Linked DNA regions of Rattus norvegicus: region 1 is linked to region 2. A link is a contact called in public Hi-C data. All regions are on one chromosome and are shown on one strand. Each heading gives the region's core, a stretch centred on a gene start, on an enhancer-like site or on the middle of the called end of the contact. The rest is flanking DNA. Distances are from core to core; before and after follow the strand shown.

Region 1 (4,202 bases), core at 653-3,152, 53 kb before region 2:
ATTTCACTGCCTCCTGCATTCTGCTGCTCCAGGCTCTTCCCTCACAAACTCCCGTTGCCCATCCCAGGAAACACGCGCATCCAGAACTCAAGAAAACACCAGCTGCCTATGCCTTCCTCTCAGTCCTGGGCCCCTTGCTCAGTGCCTTGTTGTTGACTGCTCAGCTCAGGGGTTGACTCCAGGGTAGGAAGATGTAGCCATGGGGCTTAAAAAAAAAAAAAAATCCACCTTTGGTTCAGCGACATCACGGTTACAAGTCTCCAAGGGAACTCAGCCTGGCCCACCTTCTTCTCAAACATCACCTACCACTGCCTCCATGAAGCCCCAGGGGTGCTTGTAGAAGGCTCCCAAGTCCCCACCGGAACCAAACCGCACCTTCCCACTGTCCTCCACTCCCCAGCCTTCACTGGCTCTGGGGAACTTTTTCCAAAGGGAAAGATGTGGGCAGTGCCAATTGGACCTTTGGGCAGCCGGAAGACAGGCCAGTCCTGGGAGAAGAAAGAAAATGGCTGAGTCCCAGCCTCCCACAAAGACGTCTGTGTGAATGCGCCTCGCTGACCAGATGAGGGGGCTGACTAAACCTCACCCGCCCCAGAAAGCTGGCCAAATATAAGGTAGTCGAGTTCACTGCTCATCCATGGGAAAGCTGTGAAGAAATGGAACCTGCCCAGGGAAAGACAGTGAAGACTCTTGGGGAGGTTCATTTCTGCTGTAGGCCCAGGTTTGTTTCAACCGCCAGGCGGTGATGTATGGCCCAAGCCCAGAAACCGTCACCCTCTACCTCCCCAGGGAAGCCCAATGTCGCAGACACTCAAGCTTGAGACTGGGTGCAGAAGAAGGCGCTGTCCAGCTTTCCTTAGTTTCCTGCGCTGTCACCCCCACCAGAATGGGAGGTCCAGGCTAGGAAAGCCAGGCCAGGACCTGCCGGGCGGTGGCTGCTGCCTGGAGGTGGGGGTCATGCGGCCGGGACGCAGCTGCTCAGGCAGCACGCCTATTAACGCGGCAGACGGCAGATGGGCGCCCGCTCGTCCCCCTCCTCCCGCGGCACAATGGGCCCGGCGCTCGCTCGGGCGCACAATGCGGGCCCCGGGCCGCGCACCTGCAGCGGGACTGCCGGGAGCCGCCAGGCCCGGCCCATGCTGCCCCAGTCGCCGTGCGCCCCAGGCCGCGCTGCATGTCCTTGGGCTGCGCCCGCCCTCCCGCAACCAGTGGGCTGAGGGGCTCCACGGCGGGACCCAGGAGTGCGGCGGACACCAGCGCACCGCCGCCCATTGTTCGCGGCCGCGGGGCCCAGCCTGCAGCATCCCTGCTCTGCGGCCTCCTTCGGCCGGGTGGGGCCGGTCAGCACGGTCTCCCCAGCCCCACGGCCGCGCGCCCGCCCTGCATCCCGGCCCCGCCCGCGCCCCCAGCCGCCGGCGCGCACGCACCTGTCTGCCCCTTGCCCAGCGTCTTCTCCAGCCGGTAGGGCCCCACATACTGCGCGTGCTGCGCCCCGCCGCCGTCCTTCCCCGTCGATGTCATCGCTCCCGGGCCCCGCGCCGGCGAGTGGGCGCCCGGGCGCGCGGGCAGGGAGGGGCCGGCCAGCCGTGCGTCCGAGTCCGCCGAGCGCCGTCCGCGCTGACCCGGCCCGCGGCGCCCCCGGGCGGGCCGCGCTGCTCCGCGCCCCCGCCGCCCCCCACGCCGCGCCCGCCGCACCCGTGCGAGGCCGGGCCGCGGGGATGCCTCTCTCCCTCTCCGAGAGGACCCGGCGGGCGGGGGCACCAGGCTTCCGCCGCCACCTCCGAGGCCCGCGCCCCGCGCCCCCCAGCGCACGCCCGTCCGCGGCCGTGCAGCCGAGCCCCGCCGAGCAACCGAACCGAGCCACTCAGCCGAGCCCAGACGAGCAGCCGAGTCGCTTCGAGTGCGGCCGAGCCCGAGCCGAGCCCGAGCGAGCGCCACCGGCTGCAGCTACCGTGACAACTGGTGCTTGCAGCTGTCAATCAGAGGCATGGCCCAATCAGCGCCGTCCGCCTGGACCGCCCCGCCAGTCTCTAAGAGCGCGCTGGGCCGCTGGGCCAGGAAAAGCGAGATTGGGGCGGGGGCGAAGGGGAGGCCAGCATTTGGCTAGGAGCCTCCGGACCGTGCTTTAGCTGCCTGGTGCCATGTCATTAAAACGAATGTTGGAGCAGTGCAGGCAGCAGGCCTTGGGGAGACGTCCATGTGGCCACCTTGGTCTGGAGGTTTCTCCCTGCATCCCTGGGTTTTGGAAGGAGTTTTCCGCGCCTCGCGAGTGTCTTTCATATAAAATGGGGCCATTGGACCGTGGCAGTCGGTTTTGGAGTGTTTGTCACCCGGCGCAGGAGCTCCTCTGCAGGGTGGAGATTATGAGCACTGGTGAAGATATGGCATGCAGGCCCGGGTTCGGCAAGCGGCGTGGAGATACTGCTAGGTTGGGGTGCTGCATTCAGCGTGGGTGCTATGTGCAGTCTAGAGCTCTGAATGCAGGTAGTGATCAGAGGCATAATGTTTTATGCCAGGCGAAAGAGCTGTACACTGCAGTGCCCAAAGTGCCCTGAAAGCCATTCTCCACCTGCTGTTTCTGATCCTGTGGGAAGAAGGGGACAGCGTTTCCTCGGTATGCTGGTAGACACCAGTACAGCAGGATCAATGAACTCTAGCAGAGGCGCTCTGCAGCAGGCCCCCTGGTGCCTCCAAGACTTTGGCTGCAGACACTCTTCTATATTTAAGAGAAGCAGTGAGTCAAGGGGCTTCATGGCACCTACGTAATCCAGAGAAGCCTCCAAAAAAGAGGATGGCCTTAAGGCTGGCAGACCTACAGGACCCTCTTTTCTTTCATGAAACCCTTGTATTTCCTTAAGATGTGTTGTGGAAGGCGGTGGAAGAGGAGAGATGGGGACCAGGCGCAGAACTTTACATCATACTTAATGTATACCTCTGTCAGTCAACAATGTGCTAGGTCAGCAAGTCCTTGGGTGTGAAGTGTCACCTTCGCCTCAGCCACCTGCTTGCCATGGCCCATCCTAGGTGTCACAGGGTGAACTTGAGGAGGGCCCCACTCTTTCCAGCACTATCCGGGAAGGCCAATGAAGAGTGAGGACATTGTGACCCGTCCATATTTCCAATGTAAGAAAGAACCAGCCCTTGAAACAGCTTCCCCTCCAAAGAGCTGGCCTGATCTTTAGCAGCGGTCAGTTTAGGGTTCACTGGTACTAAATGTTGTCCTGGAATGAGCAGTACTATCCTGCTAACAGGGACACACAGGCAGTCACAAAGGGAGAGCTTGGGGCCAATGCTCATACCTCTAGGGGGGTGGTGATTTCTCAGCTGCATGTATTTGGGACCTTGGAGTGGAGTATTCAACGGGATTTGGCCAGAGGTGGTCTATAGAACACAGGCACACAAGAATGGCCAATGATCCACATGAGTCATGAGATACCAGGTGCGTTCTTGTACCTACCCTGCTGGTCACCTAGCCCCTCTGCCTACCTTGCCACCATTCCAGTGTCCTTGGCAGCATTTGGTCTGTAGCTATCTTCATCTAGTTCCCAACACGTTTATATCCAAGACTGTTTTCTCCCTACCTGCTTTCTACCATGTCTGCCTCTTGGTCTCGTCCCCTCTCTCTGGCTGTCCATTTTTGTGTGTTCATCTAACAGGCACCAGGGTCAGGGGTAGCATCTCTCCCCTTGGATGTGCAGCCCTCCCTCCAGGAGCAGCAGTGTCCCTGCTCCACCTACAGCTTTCAGCAGCCTAGTGACTCTCTGGCCAGGACCATCTGGAGCCAGGTCCCAGCCAAATCCGTCCCAGAAATCCTCAACTCCTACAACTGTACAGCAGACCCCACATCCCCCGTTCCCATCTTTGTGAAATCACAAACACATGCTTTGGCCAGTCTGCCATCATCCCAGTTTAGCAGGTCTGATACTGAGGGACATTCCAAGTAATGGCCAGCTAAAAGGCATTGTGACCATGGCTAGTGGGGGACCACTTGTTCCATTGTATCTTGGGGACAGGAGCTGTGACAGGTCTGGTGCTTTTGAGCAAATTGACCTGCTCCAGAGTTCCAAAGGGAGGTCCTTGTTCAAGCCAAGAGCAGTCTCCCTTCCCCTACATCAGTACTTTCAGAATTAGTTCATGTAACTCAGGACCAGATAAAGACAGGCAAACAAACAAACAAACAAAGGAAGTGGAAATCTACTACC
Region 2 (4,562 bases), core at 577-3,076:
ATCTGCTAGCCCTGTTCCACCATCATGGACTCTAACCTTCTGAAACCGTAAGTCTAAAAATAAACTCTTCTGGAAGTTACCTTGGTCTCATCATAGCAATAGAAAAGTACTACAAATCTAAATCAAGACTAAGGCAATAAAGCAGATGGACACACGATGATGAACACAGAGTTGCTAAGCCTTTCATCCATTTTCTGTTCCCCATAACATCTCTTGGCTGAGTGGAGTCAGCACCAACACAGAGCTAGTTTTCGAGTTTCTACAAAGTGACCTAGGCAAATGTTATCATAGCCTGCCTATACCAAAGTTTCTATCTGCAGCGAATCCAGTAAGGACAATTAAGTTTATATCTAGTCATGTAACTCCCCACCATTCGAGAGCTTTAAGTCAAGGAAGAACAAATGCTGTGATTCTGTTCTGACAGACGGTGTCAGAGCTTGAACTGACTTCAGGGATTTACTGAAGCATTTTATGAGATAAAGTTTTTCCTCTGGAACAATTCTCCCTTGTTTTTTGTTTTGTTCTTGGGGTGTGTGTGTGTGTGTGTGTGTGTGTGTGTGTGTGTGTGTGTGTGTGTTTCTTTTTTTCGGAGCTGAGGACTGAACCCAGGACATTGCGCTTGCTAGGCAAGCGCTCTACCACTGAGCTAAATCCCCAACCCCTGTGTGTGTGTTTTAAACCTGTTTAATATTGAAGGATTTGGAATTCATCAGAGACCATATGTGTGGACATCTCAAACCCAATCAGTTTTACCTGGTCTTAGTCACAAGGGGTTCCTATTCTGCTATCCAGATACAATTTTATACAACAGGTTGTCTGCTGCATGTTTAGACACAAGTCACAGGTTTCGTCTATAACCAAGAGGAGGGGATTATACGAGGATGTGGATACCAGGAGAGATCAGGGGTCCCTTTTAAACTCTGTCTGCACAATGGATTGAGTCTTTTGTGTCTTAGCTTCACCAGCATAGAGATGACAGTTTGGGCAACAGGAGCTACAGACCAGCGAGAACTGGATAGGCCAGTGTCCAGGAACAGAGCCCAGATGCAGGCCCATGTTATGTCAAGGCAGAAGCTGTCACTGGAGTTGGAAGACGTGATCTTAAAGATGAAAGGAACACAAGAGAACATGGTGTGAGAAAATGTTCTAGGAGTAATGACAGTATCAAGTCTGTTGCAGCACAAGTAAAAAGGAACCTTCAGATTGGTGACCACCATAGGGTAAACTCTTTGTAGGAGCTACCCCTGAGTCTATCTGGCCAAAGATCCTTCTGAAGAGAGTGCCTGAAAAGGCAAGAGTGGGTGGCCTGGGTTTCCTAGGGACATGTCTTCATTTCTTCCATTCACTTAGCAAATCCAAGTCTGGTGGAAATGTTCCGGCCCACTCTTGTCTCTCCTTCAGCTTGGTTTCTATTTTTAAAATTTAAATATAAATGTTCTCCCTCCCACATAATTTTGAGGTAATTCAAGAGCTTGAGGGTAGCTGGTTCTACTGCCATCTGTTTTTTCCTCAAGCTGCCAAACATCTGTTTTCTCCAAGCGGATCAGGCACCTGCAGGCGGTGGTATCACAGCTATCTCCAGCTAGGTGACCAGAGCTGTGGCGACTCAGCCGAGTTGAGATGAACGTCCCGGTTATAGGTGCGTCCTGCAGCGTGAGCAGGTTTCTGCCCGCAAGGGAGCGCTCAGGTTTAGGCATGCGCAGACAGTCTGACAGCCATTTTAAGGGGCTACTGAGCTCCAGAGGGAACCACTGCGCAGGCGTATACAGGAAACTACCAGCTTCCCCCTGAGCCCGGAGCACGCCTGCGCGGATTAGCCGGAAGAGGCGGGGTCGGCTACTGCCGAGCTCTGTGCTTGGGGGAACGCCGAGGTGGGGCGAGGCGGGGCGACTGTCAGCTGACTAAAGAGCCGATTGCCTCGCGGGACAACGGTCAGCGACGCAGGTTGTGGTGGGAACGGAAGAGCTCTCCCGGCGGGTCTCTGTGCAGTCGGTGAGGCAGAGGGCCGCCGCAGCACCATGGCGACCACCGTCAGCACGCAGCGCGGGCCGGTGAGTCCTCTGGGCCAGAGCCTGGCTGGGGCAGCGGAGCCTGGGGTCCGGCTTCTCTTTTCAGTCTCTCGCGGGGCCTCTCGTGGGTTGCTTTGCCGCCCCGGGGCTTCGCGGGTCCTACCTTCAGGTACCCATACGGAGTAGCGACTCGGTCTTTCGGGCCTCTTGGGTGGAGGAACGCAGAACTTGATGGTTCCCCAGATGCCCACGGGCCTTGAAGCTCCTGGCCCCCTTTATGGAGACTCCCGTAGTCCTCCTGAGTGGAGGCCCTGAATCCCTTAGTCCTCTACACAGAGGAAACCTTAGCCCATTGGTATCCAGATGGAGTGGGACTCCGATTCCCCTTAGTTCCTCAGAAAGGGCCCCGAACCCCCTACTTTGTCAGATCTGTCACCTGCTTGGTCTCCCAGATGGACAGGAACTGTGACTCTCTTGCTCTCCCAGATGGAGAGTGGCCCTGACCTGATAAATTTTCCAAACTGAGTGACTCTCGTGGTCTTTCAGAGGATTGGAGCCGGACACCGTTGGTCTCCAAAAAGGAGAGATATCCTGGTCTCCTTGGTTTTAGAGATGGCGAAAGATTCCACTTTGTAGTCAGTCCTTAGTTGCGACAGTTTCCTCCTATCCCTAACATCTATAGAAAATAGGATACTAACTCTTGAACTCAGGTAGTGGCTACCTTCTCAAGCCTCATTTCTTCATTTATAAACGAGTAGAAGGGAGCAGAGAACATGGAAGATTCAACAGGGTTGTCTCTTCAGGATTGTCTTGGATTCTAATACTACCTGTCTTACCTCCCCTAGTGTGAATGTCCTCCCAGTAGCTCCCTGAGGCTGGTATGGGTGGGATGTTGTTAGCCAACAGTGGCTGTGTGTGGTAGAACACAGTTCTGATGAGTACTGCAGTGTCTTTCCCTAAAGTTAATATTGAATGTGCCCGCTAAGCCCTGACAGCTTGGTATTGACGTGTGTGTGTGTGTGTGTGTGTGTGTGTGTGTGTGTGTGTGTGTGTGTGTGTGTTAGAGAGAGAGGGGGAGAGAGAGAGAGAACACAGACAGACATAACTCCTTGGGGTAGGTTACTGATTTCCTGACTTTGAAGAAAGCCCCAGGTTTGATTAGGTGCTTTTAGGGAGGGCTTTGAGCCAGCTCTGACCCACAGTCAAACTTGGATGGAGCTTTCCAGAGCTGGAGTTACCTTCATGTTCAGCAACCTCTTCATCCTCACTGTGTCTCAGCAACTGTAGGAAATTGATGGTGGTTGCCAGAGGAGAAAGGGAGCCAGAGCCTTGCCCTTTTCATATCCCCTGCCTAGGAGAGTGGACCCTTTCTTACTGTGTGGTCTGAGAGTATCCTTACCTCCTGTGGCACAGGCTGAGTTTGAATTCATCCGATGGTGAGCTCTGTGTCTGTCATGAGCAAGAAGCCATCTTTCCCTGTTGCTTAGAGAAACTCTGGTGTTGAACAGAGCTGGAATAACCTACACAGTGATGAGTAATTGGGAGTGTCAGATGATGCTCGTACTAGCAGAATCCGTGGAGACTTTCTACTTGCCGAGTGTTCCAGGGATAACGTAGTCATAGGAATGCAACATCGGCAGCTAGGTGGTTTTAGAGCACTCTTGATGACTTGTAACTTTGGGCTCTAAGAATTTGTCATAACTGACCACTATCTCAAGCTTTACATGGATGTGCATGACTTCATCATAGTATTAGTGGCCACAATATTTAGAGCAACCAGACACTGAGCCACAGGTGTGGAGCACAGGGACACGCCATGCACGGTGACTTATGTAAGCCAGAAAATAAGTCTCCATCAGATCTGTGCTCTTAAAAGCACAGTGGAAGCAGAAAGGTATGGACTTGATATGGGAGGACTGCATGGGCCATGGCCAGGGTCTCTGTAGAGTAGAAGGCCTTGAACTTCATCTGGGAAGTGCTGTTTCTCAGTGCAAACCTTTTTCAGTTTTCACCTTTTCACTGGCTGCTTCACCTGGAATGACACACCCATTGACCTCTGGATTCACTAATATCTGCAAAGGCTTCTAGCCAGTAGTCAGGGTCTAGTAGAACTGCCAAGTGTGGTTGGTGTGCTTCTCTGCTGCTCATGTCATACTCGGGAGTGCTGCTTCCAAACAGATGAGGTGCATGCGTTTGGTCAGTGCTGGGTCCCACAAGCAGCCTTCTCTGCGTAGCCCCAGCAGAGGTTAGGCCCAGTGTCTCCATCCTAGGAGCCTGGACTCAGGTTTGGGCAGTTGACTCTGTAGCTGACCTTTACCTCTGAGAAGTGGGAAAGAACTGACAAGAGTGTCTTGGCAGGTTATAAAAGGCAGGACAATCCCATCTGGGCGAGGAGGGCAGGTATGAGGACAGATAGCCCACACCTACATATTTGTGAAGGAATAAGTTCTTCCTCAGGCTATGTGGCCTTCTACATTTTTAGATTTTAGGGTTTTTTTTTTTTTTTTGGTTTTGTTTTTTAAAAATATCTACCACAGGGCACTGAACCCTATG

The links. A called contact is a pair of places that touch in the nucleus more often than the background predicts.
Region 1: a contact with region 2 is called in a Hi-C map of frontal cortex, with 1.7 times the contacts expected there. The contact joins the promoter of Brsk2 here to the promoter of Tollip in region 2. A contact is called at or near these places in 1 of 12 Hi-C or Micro-C datasets (frontal cortex) and 1 of 1 datasets of contacts at active chromatin or transcription factors (oligodendrocytes).

Annotation. Positions count from the first base shown.
Region 1 is chr1:206,462,740-206,466,941 of GRCr8, reverse strand. It overlaps Brsk2 (BR serine/threonine kinase 2), which reads right to left and starts at 1,902. Exons shown (of 20, transcript NM_001419566.1): 1 at 1,428-1,902. The coding sequence starts at 1,521. LOC134485203 (a long non-coding RNA gene) reads left to right here. Exons shown (of 2, transcript XR_010063199.1): 1 at 1-721.
Region 2 is chr1:206,409,252-206,413,813 of GRCr8, reverse strand. Tollip (toll interacting protein) reads left to right here and starts at 1,826. Exons shown (of 6, transcript NM_001109668.1): 1 at 1,826-2,051. The coding sequence starts at 2,019.